2 separate regions of the Mus musculus genome follow, and region 1 is linked to region 2. The links are chromatin contacts, called in public Hi-C maps. All regions are on one chromosome and are shown on one strand. Each heading gives the region's core, a stretch centred on a gene start, on an enhancer-like site or on the middle of the called end of the contact. The rest is flanking DNA. Distances are from core to core; before and after follow the strand shown. Region 1 has its middle 220 kb from the start of Adgrl2. Region 2 has its middle 270 kb from the start of Adgrl2.

Region 1 (4,969 bases), core at 1,165-3,664, 54 kb after region 2:
AGAAAACCATTTCTAGGGCTGCAATGTTCTTGCAGTCGTTGTGTGTTTCGGTTTCGGGTCTTTGTGGAGTTATTCTGTGGTTTATTTTATTTTCCCAAGGAGGCTCTCTTTGTCCATCCTTACTACTGTTTCCTTTGAGACAAGTCAAATACACAGAAAGGCCCTTAGGTAAGAGTCTTGGTCTCTGGACTGGAAAGGGAGGTTAAAGAGACTTGATGAGGAAGTGGTACTGAAGTCTATTGAGTTACCTAAACAGTCAATGAAGGCGGAGAAGAGGAAAGGGAAGGAAAGCAGGGTCCATGGTGAAGGACAAAGTTCAAGGTCAGTACCACCCTACATTCTAACTGAAGCAGATACTTCAAAGACTATGATGATCAACCCTGCTAATACTCCTGATGGTTTAGGGCTATAAAACTAGCCGGAAACTTTATCGGTGCTGCAGTTATCAGGGACTTTGATAAGAGAGCTTCTGGGAGGGGGACAGGGAAAGCTTGGTTAGCCTGCCTCCGAAAGAGAAAGAAGACACAGCAAACAAAGGCAAGAAAATCCCAATGTAAAAAAGCAGAGGTTAAGTGATGTTGCACCCAGAGAGGGTTTTGATGTGGATGGGATAGTGTGTGTGTGTGTGTGTGTGTGTGTGTGTGTGTGTGTGTGTGTGTGTGTGTGTTAGATGTATGCACATGTGTGTAAGTGTGCTTGCGTCTGTGTACAGTGAGGTTCAAAGAGACTGTCAGTACCCTCTACCTCTCTCCCCCATACTCGCTGTAGACAGGCCCTTTTACTGAACCTAGAGTTAGGCTCCTATCCAGCAAGCCCCTCCTATCTCTGCCTCCCATGGCACTGAGGTAACAGGTACATGAGTACAGCTGACCTTTACACGGGTTCAGAGGATTTGAATGCAGGTCTCTATGGTCATGTAGCAAACACTCTTAGTTACTGAGCCGTATCTGCCGCTCAAATATTATCAGAATCTTTATTTTATTTCTAATGCATATGCATGTGTATCTGTGTGCATGTACGTGCGCCACATGCATACAATAGCCTTAAGAGGTCAGAAGAATCTCAGATCCCCTGGGCCTGGAATTATAGATGGTTGTGAGCTTCCTTGTGGTTGCTCACAACCAAGCCTAGGACCTCTGCAAGAGCAATAAGTGCTGCAAGCCACTGAGCCAGCTCTCCAGCGCCTTTAGTATGTTTCAAGGATAGAAACAAATAGTCTACTTGCTTATCAGTGTGACTAAAGTATAAAAGTGAAAGCTCTGTTTTTGCAGGAAGATGGGGAGAGAATCATGTGGCGACAAGTGTAGGAAGTTACCAGTGGCACTGGCTGGAGTCAGGGCTGGCAAGGTAGACAGCCTGATTCTATCAGTGAAACCAGTTCTCAGAAAGAATCCTTGCCCCTGCAGTCCAGGCATTTCCCCATGGGCAGAGTCTTCCAAAGCCCTCCTTGACTCTCATTGCATACTTTGTTACTTGGCTCCAGTATTTATCTCCCAATTAACACCATAGACCTGGCCTTTCTTTTCTAGTACTATAACCTTAATTCCCCAAATGGAAAACCGGGGACTACAGAGAGTAAACTCCACGTATAAACGTTGAACAAGCAAGCAATGGAAGTTCCAAAAACAGATCTTTTCTACACTCCAGATGTTTCAAAGTGTGCCATTACCATTATCAAGCTTATTTTTTCTTGAAAAACAAAAGAAAAACAAAAAACATGGTTGACTCCGTAGTCTGGCAATCGGGCCTGTAGTAGTTGGCTCTGAGAGTCTGTGATAATGACACCCCTGGGCAGGCTACAAGATGCAGACCGAGAACATTAACGATGATCAGGTACGGCCAAGACAAAGGCTGCCACTCATCCTGAGGCCCTGTGCTGTGTGTGCAAACGGCGGTGCAGAGAAAGGATCATTTGTTTAACAAACATCCAAGATTTAAAACCATTAAAGAGGAAGCGAATTATCCTTGGATGTTTGCCTAGCGCATGTGATCTGTCTTCTATAATTTTTGCTGCTTTCTACCAAATCACTTGAGAGTTCAGTTAATATTTCTGTACTGGTTTTCCACTGGGCTGTAAAGTGAAACTCAGAGAGATTAAGCGCTCTCCACAAGGGCAGTTATCTGCAGCTGCTGAGCGAAGAGGGCTCACAATCACGCTGCCTGCTTTTCTGAGCCTGGCTAAGCCGACTAGCCTTCCAAGGAAATGAAGAGTTGGAGGGGTAAAAGTGGTGCACTGGCCACTGTAGATAATACTGATTTTATTTCTCTGGGCTGACTTGTATTGATTTGTGCCAAGCATATTTATAAAAATAAAAATAGTTCGTTCATGAATATTGAGCCTAAACCCTGCTAGCATACTTATGCTCTGATTGAGTGGCATCAAAAAGCAACTGAACGCTGTCTAGTGGCTTGGACAGCACTGAGACAGAAGGAAGCCATGCCCACACTTTCAAATCTTTCCAGCTTACCTTTTGAAGGTCAACTGGTCAGCCCTGCCAAACAGAAACAAAGCAATGAAAGGAACTTGGGAACTCGCAAAATAGAGATATTCTCCTGGGGAGAAGGCCACTGCATTGACTAAAGCAGGGTGTCACCTTCTTGCTAAAGTTTCCTGAGTTTGAGGAGTGAGGAAGTTTTGTTTTAAAGCTGGTTGTTCTTTTAAGATTGTGTTCCCAATTGAGAAATTACATTCCATTCTTCTCCATCTCCAGCGAAGGGGAATTTCACACCCCGGTTCCAAACCACATAGTAAAATAATAACATTCTGCGTGGGGTGTAGAATGACTCTCATAATCTCCTCTGCACCGTGCAAAGACTTTTGCAAGAATGAATATAAAGCGATATTGTTTGATTACGTCCCTCCGATGAGGTCAGCGCTGGGCAGCCAAAGAGGAGACGAGAAGATCATTTTACCTGAGAGCCCCATAGATGTGTAAGCCATTCACCCTGGCTCCCTCCACTCTACCCTCTCCCTCCCTCCTTCCTTTTTTCTTTGCTCTCTGCAAATGTCTCTGCCCTGTTTACTGCCAATCTTGACCTTCGAAAATAACTGAGCTATGTTCTTGTCATTAACGATTACATCCCCCAGCAGATGTGGCAGGCACTGCAGCCTGCTTCGTTGTTCACAGACAATCCAAAGTCGGGTGGAAACTTGAAGACAAAACTAGACCTGTTAAGCAATATTGAAAAAAGAATGGAACTAAGAAATATATTCCAAATTAAAAGTCAATTCCACTTTATTTCCTGTAGGACACAGAATGATATATATTCCAAAGTACATTGGACACACGAGGGGTTATTTTTAAAATTCACTGTTAAGGGAAAAATAAGCTATAGAATAGCACAACCACATGCTTATACAGAGAAATAAAATGTTAAAGTCACATAAGACTTTTACTTTTATTGTTTGTTCTGTTTTCTACATTTTGTATATAATTAAAATACCTATTTACTTAATTATTTAATAGGTTTTATAGTGTTAAAATTCTTGTGGTTCTATTTTTTTTTCTTTCTTCCTTTTAGATCTTTCTTAAATCTTGGAAAAGACATTTGTGGATACACACACACACACACACACACACACACACGTACATATTTGGATTAGGCCAAGTTCTCCTCTCTGAGCCAGCTGATAAGGCAGGGATTTAGAAGGCAAAAGCATTATATAATCAGAATTTTATTAAACTGTCTGGGATTTTATAGATCATCTGTTGAAACCCTGCATTTTATAATGGAGAAACTGAGAAGGATAAAGTTAGGAAAATATTAGGAGCTGTTGTGTGGGTGGAACCGATGGGTGTGATGGGAGTTGAATGAAATTTTCTCATTTGTAATTACTGCAGAGAGCCTCAATAGGGCAAGAACACAGCTAGCTGAGAAGACAACCTTCTCCTCCCAACTCTTTCTCTTCCCTACTGTATTTTCTGAGGCTTCTCAGCTCCCAACACCAAATTGCCCTTTTTTTTTTTCCTGGGGAATCTACACAGCCAAGGATACCAAACTCAGAGACAGTGTTGGTGGCACTTGCTGAACTCTACATTCTAGACGGGGCACATGGGAACCTCGAAATCTCTGTGGGTGTCCTCCAGGACTCAGTCCACACCTACAACAGGACTATGCTCAGTGCATGTTTGTAAAATGATAAGCGGAAGAACTTCCTGTTCTTCATAACAAGGCCTAGATCACTACAGGCGCCAAGTAAGAAATATTAAATTGGATTAAGAATAAGTCTATATAGGTGCTCGTAATAATTTCAAACGGTACGTATTGCTTGAAGTATTTTTAAGGGGAAGGAAGCAGACACTAAAGAGATGAAGTCTTACCAGCTTCAATCAAGATGGAGGCAGAAAGTTATTTTAAATTCAGGTTGTACATTGCTCCGTCAGGAACTCAAGGGGATCAGTCATGAACTGTTGTGAGTCATCTGCCTAACACCAGCTTTCTCCTGCATTTCTATGTGTTGGTGTATGTGTAACCCTTGGTCAGCTGTTTCTAGTTTTTCTCCCCAATATTGGTAGTTTTCTTCACACATTGAGAGCTTCCTCCTCCCAGAAAGAGAGAGAGAGAGAGAGAGAGAGAGAGAGAGAGAGAGAGAATCTCTGTGTGTGTCTGTGTATGTGTGTATGTGTTTGTCCCTGCCCTACCCTCCTACCCAAATGGGCCAAAGGCATGTACTAAAAAAAACATTTTTTTTTTTAGAAGACAAGGGACATAATAAAAAACACATTTTAAAAGAATGGTTTGGGGTTGTTAAGATGGTTAGCGTATCTCGTAAGCCCCTCTTTTTGATCTCTTCCATTCAGCTCATGATTTTGCAGGTGGTAGTAATGTGAGAGAGACTGAAGCTGACACAATTTTCTAGCCCAAGGTTGCCAAGAACTCACTCATAGTGAAGCATGGCCTTGCAGAAGGGATCCCCTGCCTCTGGGGACTCCCACACTTACAGACATGCAACATCACACCCATGTAT
Region 2 (4,598 bases), core at 1,216-3,715:
TATGTTTACAGCAAAGCTCCCAAAACCAAGCCCAGTGCCCCTGAAATCAGCCTTTCTCTTCCCCTGTACTGGCTCTGACCCCCTCATGCTCACAGTGCCACTACCAGTTTCTGAGGCAGGCTCAGGGAATTCTCCGCAGGCTCTGCTTCTGTCTCCTTCTCCTTCAACCAGCAACATTCCTTCAGCCACCTTTAAGACCTCCCCAGATGGCCTCTCCAAGGCTGTGGCGACCCCAGTCTCTTCGGCAGCCTGAGTGACCACCAGTCTTAAAAACACTGTAAGCTCATGGTGGTCCCTTCAGGCACACAAAGTTGCGGTCCAGTTAGATTAGAGAGGCCAACAAGAGCTTTTAAAATTCAAGCCTAATGGTGCCATTGCCCTGCTTAAAAGCCATGATGACTCCCCGAAGCTTTGGGGACACAGTTCAAACTCATCAGTTTAGTTAGAGACCCTGCGCCCGAGCCAGCTCACTGCCCTTAACAGCTCCCTTTGTACCCATTCAAGGAGCTTCCAGGGCCTAATAAACATCTACTGTGCAAACCCTCCCAGCCAGGAACTAGACATGGCTGCTTGTTGGGACAGCAGATCTGTCTGGTTCACTATCTTGCTCTCTACAGAAGAAAGCCGTCTAAGCAGACTGCTTTTGCTGCCCAGGGTAGCTCACAGTAGGGGGTCCTCTCATCCTACTCTAGTCCAAGGTTCTCCTAATGCTTCAGTGTACCCTCAGCAACTGGGCTTCTCCAAGCCTGAGAGAAGCATGGAATTTTCTCGGGTTTTGTGGTGCTGGGATTTAACCCTAGGGTCTTACAGATGTTTACACAGTGCTCTGCCACTAGAGCGTCACCTCAAGAAACTAAAGTGATTATTATGTTCCCTTCATGGGGAATACTCACTGCTCCACAAGCAGTTCAGCCATTCCCTACCCATGTCATTATCCCCTTAGACCTGATATACCTGCTCTCCCCAACTGGCCCAAAGTCCATTGTCCAACAGAAGCCAAAATTAGCTTACTCAGCCCACTGCTCCGAGTTTCAGCTCTTAAAAAGATTTTAGTGACTCCCTTTCTTAGGTAAGTAAGGTGTGACTGCTGTGAAGACACCATGACCAAGGCTCGTCTGGGCTGGCTTACAGGTTTAGAAGTTCAGTCCATTATCATTAAGGCGGGAGCATGGCAGCATCCAGGCAGGCATAGTGCAGGAAGAGCTGAGTCCAACATCTTCATCTGAAGGCTGCTAGAAGAATACTCACTTCCAGGCAGCTAGGATGAGGGTCCCAACCCACAGTGACACACCTACTCCAACAAGGCCACACCTCCAAATAGTGCCACTCCCTGGGTCAAGCCTATACAAACCACTCCCTGCTCTTGGCTGTAATTTGAAACCTTTCTCCTGTCTTCTTGGTCTTCCTTATAAACTTAACCCCGTGTCTATTGTTTGAAAGTTCTTTTCTTTTCCCTTCTGTCCTGACAGAGTCAGATCTCCCAAGGTCAGAAACGTGTTCTCATCTTTGTGCCCCTGTGCCTAGGAGAGTGTTTAGCATAGCATGATTGCCTATTGAGTGGCTTTTCCATGAACCAACGAACAAATTAATTTCATAGTCCTGAAACAAACTGCATAAATTCTATTTTGAAACACTTTAGATGCCGTAGAAATAGCATTTGACAATAATACATGAGCTTAGCTCCAAATATGTGTTAATATTAGTAGTCTTAAACTAGACATAGCCCAAAATATCTCTAAGAACCACATGGTATCCTTCCCCTTTTAACTTACACTTATAATGTATTGACTCCTTAAAAATTGAAATCAATGCCCAGCTATCTCCGTCTCTAAAAGGCCGGGATGATGAGGCCGGGAGTCTCAGCAGAGGTTGCCCGCCAGCAGAAGGATGCTGTATATTTGATGTGGATAGATTCCCATCAGGGAATAAAATAAGATGCTCTCATGCTCCCTCGCTGTGCATCCATGAGGCTCTTAGGAAGGAATATTCGCATTGCAACTTTCGGAGTAAGTTAGCTCCCGTAGTGTTTTTAATTGTGCCATTTATACCTGACACCATTATCTCTATGACTGAACACTCTATTGCTGAACATAGATAGTTATTGGATATATTATTAAAACTGGGAGAGATGAATGTATGGAATACGAGCGCTAATATTATTTTCCTGATTTAGCACTTTGTAATTCTAAGCCTCAACATGCACACACACACACACACACACACACACACACACACACACACACACACACACAGTAGCTATATTTAAATCATTCACAATGAGTCATGTTTGTAATAGCCAGTATTTACTAAGTATTGACTGTGTGTTCTAGGAACTTGACGTACATTTCAGTATTTAGACTTTGTAACATTACTGAGAAAAAAAAATTGTTATGCCACCACCCACTTTTTTTTCAGATGAATAAACAGGCACAAAACGATAATACCCCAAGGTCACATAGCTAGCAAATGACAGCCTTCCAGAAAGCCTACTCACTCTAGTAACACAGGGCTCTGCTATTCATCTCTCTGTAGTCTTGTATCCATATATATCTTAATATAAAACAAAGATTTGCATGGCTCTACCTATAAAAGTCTTAAAAAATACAAAACAGAAAAATTCTGTTCTCATAAATAGAAGAAACTGCATGCATTAGGGAATTCAGTAACACTCAGATACTCATATATTTCACAAAAGCTATGTATTTATCTCGTATCTCTCCCAGCTGATAGGGTTAAATTTTAAACTGACAACAATGGCAGAACAGTGACAAGTGAAGGTAGAGGGTTTTGTGAATATATACCTACAAAATAGAAGCTATCAATAGGATTCTAGGCGCAGATGAGGCGCCATGATAAACACTTTGTGTGCAGTGGTCCATTTAACCCTCATTTATGTGCACTTGAAATGATGTCTCCTTTCTGCTGCTATTTAGAGCCGGGATTTTCCCAAGGTCGCATGGCAGTGCTCCAAACACAAACGGGTGGTTGCAATCTCAAGGTTAAGTTAAAGTCCTTTAAAGGAGTATTCCGACTGCTGAGAGACCACGGGCGGGTGCCAAGTGGCCACAGGGCACTCTAGTTGGTGAACTTCACTTCCTGATTAGTCTTAGGTTCTATGTGTATGAATCTAAGGCAACCACACTTCCAATTGTCTGGATAGAAACATGAGAAGGAAACAAAGCCACAAAATCCGGTGTTGTTCTGAAAATGAGGCTCTGTTGCCATTTTAATTTACTTTTCAATTGTTAATGACGTCACTCGGCCCCAGCTTTGATAAGAAAGCTTAAAGTAACTTCCCAGAGAAACTGGCAGGGCATCCCCTTACTGTATCTGTGTACACCACCCCACATGATCCCAAGGATCAAAAGAGTCTATCAGAATCCTAGGACCACAAACAAAACCAGTGGAATCACTGCTAGCCAACTGTATAATTTGAACCAGACATGAGGGTATACACCTTTGATCCCAGAACTTGGGAGGCAGGGTTTGTCAGATATCTGTGAGTCCAAGGCCACCCTGGTCTCCAGAATGAGTCCAAGGCCAGACTTGTCTCAATAAAGTAAGATAAAATGAATAAAATAAAATGAAACAAAGCAACAACAAATTATAAAAGATACCTCTTACAAATAAACTAGAAATGTTCCCTCTATTGCTATAGCAAAATCAGAATCATACTGAGTGAATTGTAATGAAGAGTCATATAAATTTATACTTAACAAAAAGCAGGATTAGAAAGAATAGAAACTGTCCTCTAGCCCAGACCACACAGCAAGAAGTACACTCTGACTATTTATTGAAGAAATGAATGAGGCTGACAATTCCACCTCAGGCTGCCTTCCACTAAATGGCAACATTACTATGAACTATACTATAATTAGTATAAAGAAATAGCTAGTTAAAAGCTGCAAATATTAGCTTTTGAAAAATGTCAACTTCTGGGTGGGGACACTCAGTGGTTAGGAGCCCTGGCTGCTCTTCTAGAGGACCCTAGCTCAGTCCCCACCACCCACATCGCAGCTCACAATAATCCATAGCTAATTTCTGAAGATTTGCCCATCTCTTCTGAGATCTACAAATACCAGACACAAATCTGGTGCACATTGGTATAAGCAGGCAAAACCAGCAAATAAATAAACAAATAAACAGATAAATAAAAACAAGGATAAATAAATCTAATAATAAAATCTTAAAACTAACAATTGACCACCCTAAAATAACCTGCAACCATATTGGGCAGCTGATTAGCATTTTTCTGGCTAAATTGTGGACCCATTTGCAGGTGGTTAGGGTACCTTTTACTAAGCTCAGAGTTCAAATCCTACAGTGTTTTTTTTTTTTTTTTTTCAGCCTTGGAGCACCAAGAGAATTGAAAGAACTGACCGCATTTCAAAAATGAAGTCCGACCCTAACTATTCAGGTTAGTGTCATTACTTGTTTCTGCTCAGATTGACTTCCAATCATTCCACATTAAGAAAAGCATGTTTTCTGGCTTGTAAAATCTGGCCAAAAAACTACTCAACAATTTCTGTCATTTTTCTAAAAATCAAGAATACAAAAAGTTTAATTTCTTTTAGGGAATGTTACTAAGCAGCAGAGAT

Evidence for each region. Hi-C and Micro-C count contacts between places; a contact is called where the count stands out from the background.
Region 1: a contact with region 2 is called in a Hi-C map of Sertoli cells, with 2.4 times the contacts expected there. The contact joins two enhancer-like sites. A contact is called at or near these places in 1 of 15 datasets of contacts at CTCF or cohesin (the NIH/3T3 cell line), 10 of 484 Hi-C or Micro-C datasets (the C2C12 cell line, Sertoli cells, granulosa cells and 6 more) and 1 of 115 datasets of contacts at active chromatin or transcription factors (the 230-238 cell line).

What each region holds. Positions count from the first base shown.
Region 1 is chr3:148,731,592-148,736,560 of GRCm38.p6, forward strand. No RefSeq gene overlaps it. Among named protein-coding and RNA genes, the nearest start is that of Adgrl2, 220 kb to the right of the region's middle. Within about 2 kb of position 2,415, at least 39 of the 459 cell types and tissues checked have an H3K27ac peak or open chromatin away from gene starts, as enhancers often do. A contact at or near this core is called in Sertoli cells, where this site is marked.
Region 2 is chr3:148,677,951-148,682,548 of GRCm38.p6, forward strand. No RefSeq gene overlaps it. Among named protein-coding and RNA genes, the nearest start is that of Adgrl2, 270 kb to the right of the region's middle. Within about 2 kb of position 2,466, at least 16 of the 459 cell types and tissues checked have an H3K27ac peak or open chromatin away from gene starts, as enhancers often do. A contact at or near this core is called in Sertoli cells, where this site is marked.